Regions from separate parts of the Oryctolagus cuniculus genome. Here region 2 is linked to region 1. A link is a contact called in public Micro-C data. All regions are on one chromosome and are shown on one strand. The core of a region is the stretch at or near the end of the contact, and the rest is flanking DNA. Distances in the headings are between cores, read along the strand shown.

What was found. A called contact is a pair of places that touch in the nucleus more often than the background predicts.
Region 2: a Micro-C map of ear pinna shows a contact between it and region 1, with 3 times the contacts expected there. The contact joins the promoter of RPS17 here to the promoter of PDE8A in region 1. A contact is called at or near these places in 4 of 6 Hi-C or Micro-C datasets (ear pinna, psoas muscle, skin fibroblasts and 1 more).

The regions. Positions count from the first base shown.
Region 1 is chr12:101,253,834-101,258,415 of mOryCun1.1, reverse strand. It overlaps PDE8A (phosphodiesterase 8A), which reads right to left and starts at 2,663. Exons shown (of 22, transcript XM_002721497.5): 1 at 2,249-2,663. The coding sequence starts at 2,455. It overlaps LOC138844744 (a long non-coding RNA gene), which reads left to right and starts at 3,325. Exons shown (of 3, transcript XR_011381056.1): 1 at 3,325-4,582.
Region 2 is chr12:101,428,085-101,432,666 of mOryCun1.1, reverse strand. RPS17 (ribosomal protein S17) reads left to right here and starts at 1,872. Exons shown (of 5, transcript XM_002721477.4): 1 at 1,872-2,117; 2 at 2,371-2,522; 3 at 2,673-2,778; 4 at 3,064-3,129. The coding sequence starts at 2,115. CPEB1 (cytoplasmic polyadenylation element binding protein 1) reads left to right here. Exons shown (of 12, transcript XM_070054565.1): 12 at 1-1,196.

The DNA.
Region 1 (4,582 bases), core at 1,414-3,913:
AACAGCTCCACTTCCGATCCAGCTCTCTGCTATAGCCTGGGAAAGCAATAGAAGATGGCCCAAATCCTTGGACCCCTGCATCCACATGGGAGACCCAGAGGAGGCTCCTGGCTTCGGATCGGCGCAGCTCCGGCCATTGCGGCCATCTGGAGAGTGAACCAGCAGATGGAAGACCTCTCTCTCTCTCTCTCTCTCTCTCTCTCTCGATCTATTTGCCTCTTCTTCTCTCTTTGTGACTCTTTCAAGTAAATAAATCTTTTAAAAAAATTCTAACATCTTTTAAAGCCCATATTTGAGGCTTCGAGGAATCAAATTCTAGTAACTGAAAAAGTTTCATCATTCAGTTAATAAAAAATCAACTCAACACACATTTATTTAGCACCTGCCACATGCATGCCACTGGAGCAGGCACTGCAAGGATGAATGGTATACTGGAGAGGCTTACAAGATGTGTAGGCAAACCTAAGGACACTCAGCCTGCCACAAAAAAGCCTGGAAGACACAAAGCCCTCTTACTTAAAGGACTACTCGGTTAACTGAAAAGTTTAACATTATTATTTTAAAGAGTTATTTATTTGAAAGAGTTACACAGAGAGAGAAGCAGAGGCAAAGAGAAAGAGGTCTTCCATCCGATGGTTCACTCCCCCAATTGGTTGCAACAGCTCCTGAGCGGATCCAAAGCCAGGAGCTTCTTCCGGGTCTCCCATGCGGGTGCAGGGGTCCAAGGACTTGGGCCATCTTCCACTGCTTTCCCAGGCCACAGCAGAGAGCTGGATCAGAAGTGTAGCAGCCGGGACACGAACCAGCAGCCATATGGGATGCTGGCGCTGCAGACGGCGGCTTTACTCACTGTGCCACGATAACCAATGTTAGATTTGCGTCAAAAGCATGAACACTACTAAAATTTCCATAGTCAACTTTACCTGTACTATGCTGTTTTTCTTTGCAAGCCAGTTAGATGGGCTTATTAAGCCACTGACATTAAAAGCAGCGTGAGTTAATAGTCCAAACCATCATAGGTTTCTTAGAAGAATCTACAGGAGAAACATTTCAGCCTCTGATAACCAGAACAAAGTGGAATTTTCAGTTAGGGCGTTTTAGTTACTGAAAATGATGTTTCCTTTTCATTTAGAAAAGTAGCATGAGGACTGCTAAACATTTAAGATGGAAAGTAGATCACACTATATCCATCAAATGAGAGACTTAGCAAGCCTCAATCAGCAAGAACATTTTGCAAATGACTCAAAAACTGGTAGTGATGACAAAGATGATATTTAACCACCTGCAGCCAAAATTTTTTTTCCTGTAACTAGTTTGATAAAACGTAGAACACTGCTTGAGTTCCAGCCCTAGATTTCAAATCAGACAACTGCAAAGCCGCTGCTGTGTGTGCCTTAATGAATAATTTCCCCTATTTTCCTTTTTATCTTTCCTTTAGGAAACCGTAACAAAAGCCAAGCCCAGAAACTTTGGCAAGACACAAGCCAAGGCAACAAGCACTGGAGAAGACACGCGATTTTTTTACCCCCCCCCCAAAAAGTCACAAAATGTCCCAGTAAGACTGCTTAATAAAAGATTAACTTTGTTCTGCTGAATGCTTCAAAAAACGGGTTAGAGATAGTATTTTCTAATTACATATGCTTTAAATACAATATGTATGCTAATAAACGTGAACCTCAAATACATGTGCAATGAAGCAAAGCTGATGTGGTTCCAGATTACATTTTAATAGCCCCAAAGAAAATGGAAAAGTCCGTGTGCAAAGCCGACAGAGGGAAAACAGGACAGGACAGGAGGGTCCAGTCCCCTTCACGGGGCCGCTCGCCCTTCGCTGCCTACCACTGGCACCAAAGTCCACACTGGCAAAACGGTTCAGGGCCGCGCCAGAATATCCTGGGGTCCCCCGCACCCCAGTAACACCAGCTTTTGGAGAGGGAACCGACCCGAGCGCTTCGTCTCGGTCAAGTTCACGGCCGGCCTCGCCGCTCCGGGCGTCGGGTCCGTCTAAGCAGCGGACCGTGCGGCTCGGACAGCGTCCTAATCGGGGGTCCCAGGTCCTCCTCGGGTCAGCGTCCTCCGAGCGCTGCCCAGGCCCCGACGGACGCCTGCTGTCCACCAGAGCCCGCCAAAGCCCGGCGAGAGGGCACCGCGGCCCGGAGGGGGCCCCGCCCGGCCCCCCCGAGGGAAAGTTGCCGCCCGGCCGGCCCGAGTGAGGCGGCGGACAGGGAGCCCCCAGCCGCCCCTTTACCTGCTTGCCGCTGCCGTCGCGAGGCTCGGACTCCACGAGGCTGCTGTCGCGGGCCCGGGGCAGGACGGCCGTCTTCGGGGCCTGTGGGAGGCGCGGCTCGCCGGACAGCGGGGGCGCCGCCGCGGGGCCCGGCGCGTCCTCGGCCTCTTTGCCGCCGTGGTACACCGCCCGCTCCTCGGAAATGTGGATGCTCGGGGCGCAGCCCATGCTGGCGGCGGCGCGGCGGACACGCTGGCGGGCAGCCGCGATCCGGTCAGCAAACGGCCCGCCCGGCGCCTCGGGACGGCCGCGGGCGCCGTGTCATCGCCGCCTGGGCGGGCGGCGGGCGGCGGCGGCGGCGAGCGCGGGTCTCGCGTCAGGAAGTGCGGCCGCCCCTTTTATCGCGGTGCGGGCGCGGCGGCGGCGGCGGTGGCGGGGAGGGGGCGCTGGGGCGGGCGGCACGCCGCGGCCGCCCCTCCGAACATGCCCTTCCTGAGGCGGGAGCCGCCGGCCGCCTCCCTCACATCGCCGCGCTCGCCTCGGTCGCGCCGCGCTTCCGGGGAATGTCGGGGGAGGGGAGCCGTGCGTTCTCCCAGCCCGAGTCCTCGCGCGGTGGCACGACCCCCACCCCGGGAGAGTGAGCCCCCCGAAGTGCCCGCACCGCGCTGCCGCTGCCTCTGCCGCCGCCTCCCCGGGGCTCCGACTCCGCCCGCTGGGCCGCCGCCCCGCGGCCAGGCGCCCCTTGGTCGGGCGCCGGTGGCGGGGAAGGCTAGCCTGCACGCTCCCGCTGCCCGGGGTGCAGAGTCAGGGGTCGGCCGAAGCCCCCTGTGGGCGGCCGCACGGCGGCCGGCGAGGCCGGGAGGGGAGCACCCGGGCTCCAGCCGGGCCTGGGGCCGCGCCGTCGAGAAGCGCAGCAGCGGCAGCGCGCACCCGCGAGTTGCGGCTGGCGCGGCTCCGGTTCCGCCGCCTGCGCTCCGGGCCGCGTCTTGCCGACAGCACGCCGCGCCCAGCCCCCAGCGGTGACCTCCAGCGGCTGCTGGCGTCAATGCAAAGCAGCTGGGGCGCCCGCCGCCTCCTCGGGCGCCGCCCGCGACTGCGCATGCGCGACTGCGGTCCCGGGGCAGGCACGGCGGCCCTCGCCTCGGGATGGAAAGGACCTGCCCAAGGACACCCGGGCTGCTCGGGCCCCCTAGACCGCTACGTTCGAATGCGGCTCTGTGACCTCCGGTCACTGGGTCACGGCCTAGGAGCTGCTGGGGACACGGGTCGGGGGCTGAGAAGCGAACGGAGGCGCTGCACGCCGGGTCCCAGGAGGTCGGATCTGGGCGTGCCTGCCTGGGGCCGCCGGCCAGATGCACTCAGCTGCGCCTTAGGCGGCTTCGGTGCGGAGGAGCCGCGGGCGGGGAGGCGGTCCTGCTCTCAGCCGAACACAAAGACCCCTCCGAGCCGCCACCACGGGCCTTTGCTTGCAGGAGCAGTCCGGGAGCGAGGGGCGCACGCAGTGCAGGGCTGCGGCCTCCGAGGACCGCAGGCATGGCCAGCAGCCCGCTGTGCGGCTCGGCCGAGTCGCCTGGCCTCGCCCAGTCAGCCGCAGGGCAGCGCCCCGGGTTGCCCCTGCCGTCCTTACAGCGAGCTGTCCCCAGCCCCTGCCTGCCCTCGTGCACCCCGGGCGCCCCCGTCCGCGGAAGCCGGCGGAGCGCGGAGCAGCCGGCCCCTCGCCTTTCCTCTCCAGCCGTCCACACCTTTCCCTGCGCGGCCCCGGAGCGACCCTGAGGAGCCGCCGCTCGCGCCTCGGGCCGGCTGCTGTAAAGACCCGGAGGCGGGCTCCGGATTGGAGCCCCGGCTCCCGCGCTGGAGCCGCTGCACAGGCTGGGGACCCCGGGACCCTAAGGCTGCCCCTGGACCTGCAGCCGCGGTCTTCGGGCCGAAGGAGGGCCCGGGGAGGCTTCCTAATGGCAGCGGAGCCGGGAAGCTGGGCCTCCGTGCGCGAGGCGCTCTCTTTACTGGCCCAACTGGCCGGAGCCAAGGCACGTGGCTCCGTTGTCAAGTTCAAGCACATGAAGCAATAATATTTATGTCTCCCTGCCCTATAAAAGAAATACACCCGGCTGGATGAAGAGAACCTGAAAAACACAGGGAGAGACTGGCCATCACCCGCTATTCCACCTAAGCTTGGAGAGTGTGCTGTAATCCACAATGTTTTGGGCCAATTCTGGTCTCTGTTTCATTAGGCTTTCGGGAAGAACGTGCATTAAACCACCGGAGTGTGCAAGGAGCCTAAAAGGGCGCCCGGCGAGGCAGGCTTGGCCACCTGGGAGCTGATCTGGCCACTTCCCTCCCTGACTCCGGGCGGCT
Region 2 (4,582 bases), core at 623-3,122, 180 kb before region 1:
GTTGCACTTGCTGAATCTGTCTTTGTTTCTGCACTAATTAATGCACAATGAGTTTCGTCGGGTTTTGTTTCCGGGGTGAGCCAGAGCAAGGACCCTCTGGCTCGCCCTCCAAGCAACTCTGTAGTTTTCCCAGATTTCAGTTTCTCATTTTGCTGATGAAAAGCAAGAAGAAAATACAAGACTGTGTCCAGAAGGTGTTGACACGGACGCCTGCATCTAGAGGTTTATTTATTAAAGCGCTTTTTTACATTCCTTGCAATACTGATGGTGATGACGCGCAGGTCTCATTGGTTTCATCCTTGCAGTTGCCATACAGTGCCTTTCCATTTATTTAACCCCCACCTGAACGGCATAAACTGAGTGTTCAGCTGGTGTTTTTTACTGTAAACAACAAGGAGACTTTGCTCTTCATTTAAACCAAAATCATATTTCATATTTTACGCTCGAGGGTTTTTACCGGTTCCTTTTTACACTCCTTAAAACAGTTTTTAAGTCATTTGGAACAAGAGATTTTTTTCTTTCCTGGCAGCTTTTAACATTATAGCAAATTTGTGTCTGGGGACTACTGGTCACTGTTTCACACGGTTGCAAATCAAAGCGTTTGCAACCAAGAAAAAAAAATTTGTTTTATTTGAAACTGGACCCGATAAAGGGCATTTGAGCGGCTGCTGTACATAGTTTCAAATGGTTTCTCGCACCTTCTTCAGTTGCACTTGTCGGGGGAGGGTTGATAGAAGTTTTTAATCACAGACTCACAGGACTTTTTTCTTTTGTAACTGAGCTTAAAAAAAAAAAAAAAAGGGCTGCTTCTCGGTGGGGTGGACGAAGGCTCCCGGGCCCCTCCCAGAGCGGGCAGTGCCCTTCTGACGGCTCGTTTGAGGAATGTACGAAGCCACAGTTGCAGTTGACTGAACCGCTACTGGAATTTGAAAACTTGACTCTCTCCTTTTTTTTTTTTTTTTTAAATACTTGCCCCTCTTAGGGAAGCCGTGTGCCAAAGAACCAGTGTCATGACCCCCCCTGCTGAGCTGCTGTCGCATTGTCGCAGATCCCAGCTACTCTGTGGGTTTTGTGAAGCTGTGTGTGAAGTCTCTACCTCACTGTAGTATATGCGGGCCAGACTGCACTCGCCTACAGATGCGTGGAGTACGCTGTGGTGTAGTTTTTTTGGCACATAATAAACACGTTGCAGCAGAGTCCTGGGTCCGTGTCTGTGTCTGTCTGAGGTGGGGGCCCCGGGGCGCCCGGGGTGGCGGCGGGACCACGTGGGCTTCGGGAGCTGTCCGGGGGGTGGGGGCTTCTCCCCCAACCTGGGTCCGTCCCGTCCTGACTCCGGTGAGCGGCAGAGGGAGCCGGGTCCGCGGATTCCGCCGGCCTGGGGTGCCTGTGGGGGACGCAGTGGGTCTGAGGCCCCCGGCTGAGGGGCGCGGGGGTCTCCTCGCCCAGGACGCCCCGGCCACTCGGGGGCGGGGTCCCTTCTGTCCGGGTGAGACTCGCCGCCCTTCACCCACCCGCCGTCTCCGCCCTGTCCGGTGAGGGTGCGGAGCCGGACAGCGGGCAGCCGGCGCTGGGGGCGTCCCAAGGCGGACAGGCCGGGAGCTGTGGCGCTGAGCTGGGCCCGCCCTTCCCTCAGGCGCCCACCGCGGGGCCGGAAACCCACTCGAGGCGCCTGGCACAGCCCGCCGCTCCGGACGGGACGGGGCTCTGCGATGGCTGGGGAGGGGGCGCCACCCCCTACTTCCACACGTCTCCGTGGCCGTGGGTCCGTCTGCCTCTCAGGGACTGGAAGTCGTCTCCACACTGCCCAGAGTGTGGGAGTCACCTGCTCCTGGTCTACAGGGCACCCGACCCCCGACCCGCGGCCGCCCTGAACGCCGGCGCAGCGAGCGCGGCGCGGAAGCGGACGAGCCCCACCCACCGTGGGCGGGGCCGCCGTCGCCCCGCCCACCCGGGCAGTGCGCCGCCCTCACTTCCGCCCCGCGCCGCCAGGGGCCGCTGTGGTGCGCTCGAGCAGGCTCCGCGCGTCCCGGGCTGGGCGGAAGCGGCTTTCTGGCCTGCGCTTTATAGGCCTCTCTTGTGCTTCCTGTTTCCTCTTTCACTCAGGACCCGCCAACATGGTAGGTGTATAGGTCTTAGGGCGCTATCCAGCTCCATCGTCCCCCATCCACAGCTCCCCGTGATCCCTGACCCCGGAGGGGAGACCCTGGGCCGGGTGCGCGCGCGACCCTGTCCACCTGGAGCCGCTGGCGACCGCAGTGTCCGTCCCAACTCCGCTGCTCCCGGGCGGGCCCGGCCCGCGAGCCCACGGCCGCCGGGGCTTCGCTCGGCTAGCGCTGCCCGCGGGTGACCCCCGTGCTCTGCCGCCCGCAGGGCCGCGTGCGCACCAAAACCGTGAAGAAAGCGGCCCGGGTCATCATCGAGAAGTACTACACCCGCCTGGGCAATGACTTCCACACCAACAAGCGCGTGTGCGAGGAGATCGCCATCATCCCCAGCAAGAAGCTGCGCAACAAGATCGCGGGGTGAGGCGGGGCCCGCGGGGAGCCGGAGGGCGCGGCCCGGGGGTGTGCGGGGCCGGGGCCGGCGGCGGCACCTGCTCGGCCGGCGGCCGGGGGTGTGCGGGGCCGGGGCTGCAGCCGCCCGCGGGCGCGCTCACGGAGGGTCTGGCGCAGCTATGTCACGCACCTGATGAAGCGGATCCAGAGGGGCCCGGTGAGAGGCATCTCCATCAAGCTGCAGGAGGAGGAGCGGGAGCGGAGAGACAACTACGTGCCCGAGGTGAGCGCCCTGGGCCCCGGGCTCGCCCGCAGGTGGGGACGCGGGTTCCTGAACCCGCCGCGTGCCCACCTGTGGTCGGCCCCGCGCTGCTGATTGGATAAGTGCTGATGCCGGCCTCCCGGGGTCTGCCTGGCCGTGCTGCAGTGCCCGAAGCGACTTCCCCTGTGGGGGGACTCGATCCTGCCCGCCCACGGCTCGCTCCCCCTGTGCACACGGACCAGGCAGCGGGACACGTGCAGGGGAGGTGCCGGCTCTCACTGGTACGGGGCCTGCCTTTCTCTCTAGGTCTCCGCGCTGGATCAGGAGATCATTGAAGTGGATCCTGACACGAAGGAAATGCTGAAGCTCCTGGTAAGCTTTGGCTGCCCTCGCCGAGCCGCATGCCATCCGCAGCCTCCTCCTAGTGCTAATAGCTCACCGCTTAGCCGGGCTCGAGGTCACACAGCTCCCAGGGAATGGCTGGGTTGGGCGCCCACCCACAGCTCTGTAACGGGGGTCGGCTGCTCGTTGGTTGTTGAAGGTGGCGCTGAGCGTGTTGGCTGCACAGTGGTAATTCCCAGACCCACTGGCCTCTGCTGTGGCTTCGGGAAGGTTCGGTTCCGGCCTCTCCTGTCTGCTCTCGTCATTGCGCCCCGGGGCTCTGTCTGTCCTCCCCACCTCTCCTTTGGTCTGGGTTCCAGTGTGTGCCGGTAGGCCGTGCACAGGGCCATAGTTTGGTGACGGGGCCTGGGCTCTGAGGTCCAGCAGGCTCTTGGTGACTCTGTTGGAGCTTCCACCCGCTGGGTCACTTCTTGTGTGGCTGCAGCGGCCAGCGATGGCCCAGGCCAAATTCTGGGGCCAGGAGCTCAGTCCGGGCTTGCATGTGGGAGGTGGGGGCCCGACTACTTGAGCTGTCGCTGCCACTTCCAGGAGCCAGAGCCCCAACCCAGGCGCTCTGCTAAGGGATAGGGCTACACCTCTCGCCCCCAGTTTTTCCATCTCTGGTCGTTGGAAGGTTAAGAGATTGAAACTCTTGAGAACTGTGAGCTCGCGTGCACCTGTGGCCCGGCCCAGCATCCCCTTGCCTGCTGTGGATCTGCGGGTCCTTGCCCGAACAACCGCTGTCCTGTGTGTAGCTTCTCTGCTTCAACTGTGTGGTCTTTCTTAAAGACCAAGTTGCACGTTAGGTTCCAGGTGCATGGTGGGCCCGGGGCTCCTGGGCTTGCTGCAGGGCTGGCCAGAGCTTGTGCCCGTGCTGATGGGATTAGAGGTGCTTCCGGGCCGCGGGCTGCCCTGGGAGTGGGTTCCGGGCCAGGAGCCGGTGGCATCATGGGCTGTGGTGTAAGTGCTGTGTGTGTCGTTGATGAAGTCCTTAGGGAGTGAGGGCACCAAGAGAGGTGGGCACATGGGCATTGGATGCCGTGCCCAGGACACCCTGGGGCCTCCCCCACCGCAGCCCCGAGTGCCTGGGTTCCCGCTTCCTCTTGATGGACACCCTGGAGGGCAGCAGGTGGTGGCGGAAGTACTTGGAAGACCCGGGTGGGGTTCCCAGTCATGGCTGTCGGGACTCTCTGGGGAGTGAACATACAGCTGAGATCTGTCTCACTGTGCCTTACAAATAAAGTTCTCTGAAAAGAAAGTCTACATGCGGCCCAGGGATGGCTTTTTTCCCTCCAGTCTGTGATTGGCTGAGTCTGGATGCGGAGGCCAAGGGCGCCCTGGCAGTGTCTCGGAGACAGGCAGAGCAGGGGTGCTGCTTGGGGAGCCCCAGCGCAGGTGTCTGGGGTGTCGGCCCTCGTCCCACCAGCCCCGCCCCAGGCCAGAC